Linked DNA regions of Zea mays: region 2 is linked to region 1. Evidence: chromatin contacts called from public Hi-C data. All regions are on one chromosome and are shown on one strand. Each heading gives the region's core, a stretch centred on a gene start, on an enhancer-like site or on the middle of the called end of the contact. The rest is flanking DNA. Distances are from core to core; before and after follow the strand shown. Region 1 holds the start of LOC100284010 (early nodulin-like protein 1). Region 2 holds the start of LOC103653787 (histone-lysine N-methyltransferase SUVR4).

The links. Hi-C and Micro-C count contacts between places; a contact is called where the count stands out from the background.
Region 2: a contact with region 1 is called in a Hi-C map of leaf, with 6 times the contacts expected there. The contact joins the promoter of LOC103653787 here to the promoter of LOC100284010 in region 1. A contact is called at or near these places in 2 of 25 Hi-C or Micro-C datasets (ear and leaf).

The regions. Positions count from the first base shown.
Region 1 is chr4:146,201,750-146,204,509 of Zm-B73-REFERENCE-NAM-5.0, forward strand. It overlaps LOC100284010 (early nodulin-like protein 1), which reads left to right and starts at 1,393. Exons shown (of 2, transcript NM_001156908.2): 1 at 1,393-1,697; 2 at 1,789-2,362. The coding sequence starts at 1,466. The coding sequence ends at 2,168.
Region 2 is chr4:146,641,974-146,644,733 of Zm-B73-REFERENCE-NAM-5.0, forward strand. LOC103653787 (histone-lysine N-methyltransferase SUVR4) reads left to right here and starts at 1,389. Exons shown (of 9, transcript XM_008680593.4): 1 at 1,389-1,666.

The DNA.
Region 1 (2,760 bases), core at 143-2,642:
CGACACCTTAAAGTTGTGTGTATACGTACAATTACCGCCCACAGCTGCCGGCCCATAGCCAATGGACAGAATCATTAATTATTTTTATCATCGTAAATGTTTCAATGCCACTTGAATATAACTTTTTACTATTTTATGTCATCGCCAGGGCATGAAATCAGTGGCGGATCCAGGATTAATCCAAGAGGGGGGCTACTAAGCTAAGGATGTAAAATTTTTTAAACCAAACAAAAAATATAATTGATGTTTAATATGACACAAGAACTAAGATATAATTTAAACATTCAAGAAATATATAGTCCAAAAATAAGTCGATACGAATTCTAGAAATACAATAATCTTGCACATACCATGAGTTGATGTTGCGAGTTAAATTTATCTTCCGAGTTCTTAAGCCTTGAAAATGTTTCAAAATCTTTTCATCTTAAATATCTACAAACATATCCTATAAATACGGGATTACTATCAAATAAATAATCAAATCAAAACTTTAAATCAAACTCAAAGAAAACAATAGCACATGTTTCACCTTCACTGCTTGTCTGCTTCACAAATCACAACTAGGGTTTCGCACGGTCACAAATCACAGCTTGTCTGCTTCACAAAAGGCGGAGCGGTGGCTGGACAACGACGTGGTCGCGGGCTCGCGCGGTGCTCCGACGGTGCGGCCTCCGGGTGAGCGGTGCTGCGAGGTGTGGGGGGGTCCGGGTGGGCGGCTGCGGCAGCGGTGGAGCTCCGGGCGAGCGGCGCTGTGGCCTGCAGGGTGCGGGCTGCTGGCTGTAGCTAAGGGTAGAGCCGTAGAGGACTAGCTAGAGGGAGAATGTTCACGGGACTGGCTGGAGCTAGGCGCCTGAGCGGTCGCGTACGCATTCGGCCTCTTCACTTTACTGGGCCGCGACCTGGGCTACAGACAGCCTATGTCAGAGATCGGCCCGTGCATGGAATAAATTATTACATGTATGTTTCTTATTAAACTTTTATGCCACATACGCGCGGCTGACGATAGCATGCATGGATGGGTAAAAAAGTTCGTGAACGCGACATAAAATGAATTATAGAATATTTACGACAACAAATAACGTTCCGAACGAAGTTGCAGTGGTATTTCGATTTCGTGAACTGCCGCCGCGGCGCCATGCAATGGTGCCATGCAGACGTGAACTGCCGCCGCGGCGCCGCGCGCCCCTGCCTTGTTGTCGTTGCCCACGTCCTCGCCACACACGCACGTTCTGACGTTCGGACGTTCCCACATCCCACCAGGGCACCAGTACACACAGCGCTCGCGCAGTCAAACTACAACCGGCGATGCGACGCAGCAGGCCTGCATGGTCATACCACCGTACGAGCCCGTCAAGCCCCTCTAAAACGTGGCCGCACCGCTTCCTGCATCCCATTCCACCCCACGCAACGCACCACGCGCGAAGGAAGCTAGCTCCCACCGTGAGTGCAGTGCACCGCTAGATCCATGGCGGCAGCGGCGGCAGGAAGCTCCCGCCTTCTCTCCGCGCTGGCCCTCGCCGGCGTCGTTTCCTTCCTCCTCGTCGCTGACCCTGGCGTCGTCGCCGCGGAGGCGGCAGCCGCGCCGCCGGGGCTGGAGTTCCGCGTGGGCGGGCCGCGCGGGTGGCGCGTCCCGGACGCCAACACCAGCTACGGATGGTGGGCCATGAACAACCGCTTCCACGTCGGCGACCGCCTCTGTGAGCACCAGTAGCCTAACTCCCACATTTCGACAACAATCCGACCATGACGCGCACGGATCCATTTCGACATCCTCCGTTCCTCTCGCAGATTTCAAGTACGCGAACGACGACTCGGTGCTGGTGGTGAACCGCCTGGCCTTCGACGCCTGCAACGCCAGCGCGCCGCTCGCCGCGTTCGCCGGCGGCGCCACCGAGTTCCGCCTCCACCGCCCGGGATTCTTCTGCTTCATCAGCGGCGAGCCAGGGCACTGCGAGGAAGGCCAGAGGCTCATCGTGCGCGTCATGGTGCACCCGGCGGCCCTGGCCGCGGCGCCCGCGCCTGGCCCTGGAGTTCCGACGATGACGCGCCCCGGGATGCCGTCCGGGTGCTCCGACGGCGCCTCCTCCTCCGCTGTTGACGCAGCGATCGCTGCCGCCGCCGGCGTCGCCATGGCTACGCTTGTTGGTATGGGCTTGATGCTCCACTGATTGGTTTGCTACTTTGCTTTTATGTGCGCAGCTAGTACTGCAGTGCAGACGTACTCACACACTAGTACCTAGTTGTTGTTAGATAATGTTCCGTTGCCTAGTTTTCAGTTTCCATGTTATTTTGGGTTCATGCATGATGACTTATGAAGTATTGGTACTATATTAATGTCGTCGTGTCGAACAATTTGTTTAACTCAGTAACCGTATGTCCGTATGTATGCTGTTTAGTAGCTACATGTGATGTGCTTCAGTTCGTTGTTTTCTGCTTCTGCTCTTCCTTGTAGTTCTCAACGATGCTAAATTGCTGGCCTCTTTTTTAATTAGTATCAGAGAATTCCATTATATTTCCGTACGTACATATGCATATGGATACCGAATATCACATGGTTCATCAACATTAACACCAACCCATGGTGGAAACCGTCGTCACAAGCTGTAGTTCTTTGCATCAGATATTGTAGTAGGAGCATCCCTGTTGCATCTGTCTTCCTTCAGTTTTTGGCAAAATCCTTTATATTAAATTCTTTCGTTTTAAAATTGCATTTCAAATTGCTACGTGTTTCTGATTTAGCAAGTGCTTAGCTTTGCCTCG
Region 2 (2,760 bases), core at 139-2,638, 440 kb after region 1:
AATTGAGAGCACCTAGAGGGGGGGTGAATAGGTGATCCTGTAAAATTCAACACTAATAGCCACAAAACTTTATTATGTAAGTTAGAATGACTAAGTAGCTTGAGACGAGTTCTTTTGAACACAAATAATCAAAGGTAAAGCACACAAGAGACACGCGATTTTTATCCCGTGGTTCGGCCAAGTAATACTTGCCTACTTCCACGTTGTGGCGTCCCAATGGACGAGGCTTGCACTCAACCCCTTTCAAGTGATCCAATGATCAACTTGAATACCACGACTTTTCTTCTTTATCTCTTTTTCCCGTTTGCGAGGAATCTCCACAAGTTGGAGTCTCTCGCCCTTACAACAAAGATCACAATGAAAGCATAAGAGTAAGGTTGGGAAGCAACACACACAAATTCGCAGCACACACACGCACATAGGCCAAGACTTGGGCTCAAAATGAAGCACAAAGAGTTCACAACTAGAACGAAGCTCAAATCACTAACACAATTGATCAAGTGCGCGGAGACGGAGTGTGGGAGACTTAGAATGCTTAGTGAATGCTTGGGTAGCTCCTCCATACATCTAGGGGTCCCTTTTATAGCCCCAAGGCAGCTAGGAGCCGTTGGAGGCCAGCAAGGAAGGAAATCCTTGCCTTCTGTCGGGTGGCGCACCGGACAATCACTGTAGACGTTCCGGTGCGGATCTGTTTCCTTTTCTGGCGCAGATGACTGTTGCAGCGCCGAGCGAGTTGGCGCACCGGACAATGTCCGGTGCACACCGGACAGTCTGGTGCCCCTGCCGACCGTTGGCGCGGGCCACGCGTCGCCTGTAGATTACGCGGTCGACCGTTGGCTCACCGGACAGTCCGGTGCACCACCGGACATTCCGGTGAATTATAGCCGTACGCCGCCGATTTTTCCCGAGAGTGGCCTGTTCACCGGAGGCTGGCCTGGCGCACCGGACACTGTCCGGTGCACCACCGGACAGTCCGGTGTGCAAAGCCGAGCTGGACTTCGGCTGTACACAGCCAAGTCACTTGCAATCCTTTTCTACCTTTCTTTTCTCTGTTTCTAGCACTTAGACAAAATATGTTAGTACTCAAAACAATGTACTAAGTTTAGAAACGTACCTTGTTACATGATTTGCACCTTTTGCTTGTTTGACACATAATATCTCACTCACTATGTGTTGGACACTTAATTACCAAAACATTATAAAAATGGCCCAATGACACATTTTTCTTTCAACCTCTTTCTCATCTATGTATTATGATGAGGTGTATATGTTCGTTATATAGAGATGTGAGACCATTCAGAGCAAAGTCAGTATTTAGGGTAAAGTCGGTATTTGTCCACGTAACCCTAACTAGAGTTACTTAACAGTACCAAGCAACCCCTCCATTTATTCTTCTCCCCTGTTTGTGTTCGGCGGAGGGCAGCCTGCTCTCCCAGATACACCTCGTGCCGAAACCCCTCGCATCCTGGAAAAAAACTCTCTCTCTCCGGAATCGTTTGGCCTCCAGATCCTAGCCAGGTGGCGGCGATCGCGTGCCGCCGGACGTCGTCCGTTTCTGGCGTCTCGTGCAGGAGGCGCGCCGCCGCCGGCGGCTTGATCACGCCGCTGGAGGAACGCCGATCGTCCCTGCCTCTGTTTCGTCGCATCCGGCGGCTCACTTAGTTAGGTGCGCGTTCGTGCAGTGGGTGCGTGCGTTTGCATTTTGGCCGTGTGTTGTTTGTGGTGTGAAGAATGTTTTTTTTTCGCGGTAGGGTTTTCGGGGCCCGTTTCCGAGAATTTTGACGCGTTTGTTGCTTTCGCTGCGGCTAGTCCGGTTTTCCAATCCGCTTCACGTCGGCGGAAGCGTGGGAGAGGCGGTGCAGTGGGGTCTTCGTTTTCGCTCATCCGTATCTTGTCTCACCTGTTGAGTGTGGTTTTTTATATCCTACTTCTCTAAAAGATTCTCTCTCACGTATCCTATTCTTCTTCAATCATTCTATATATTTTATTTAAAAACTTATTATATAGATTAGGACTAAACAAGACGAATCTATTAAACCTAATTAATTCATGATTCACTTATGTGATGCTACACTAAACATTGCTGATCACATATTAGTTAATGGTGTTTTATTTTTAGAGACTAATTTTAGTCCTTCTATTTTGTTCTATTTTTAGTCTCTAAATTAACAAATACGAAAACTAATAAAATAGAATTACTAAAAATTAGTCCATAAAAACCAAACAATCTCTTAATCTTAAAAAATTTGTATCGTCATTTAGTCTTTATCTATCTAATTAGTTTATAAGAGCATCTTTAACAGTGTCTTAAATCAATATTCTATTTTAAAATATAAGGTTAAACTTATAAAAAACAATTCTAACAGTATCTTATTTTACAATTTTTTATAAAAAATATATAGTACACCATAGACCCAAATATACTACACCCTAGATTAGTGCTCTATTCTTTTCTCAAACATTTTTCTTCCTAATAATGTATTTTAGTTTCTAAAATATATTTGCTCCATCACAACATATAAGTCATTCCAAGATTTTTTGAGAGTCAAAGTGTTCAAGTTTGACCAAATTTATACAATAAAGTAATAACATTTACGATATCAAATGTATACCATTAGATTCACCATTAAATATATTTTCATACTACATCTATTCCGTGTTATAAATCTTTATGATGATTCTTATCATACGTTTGGTCAAACTTTAAAAACTTTGACTCTACAAAAATCTTGTAATGACTTATATTTTAGTACGGAGGGA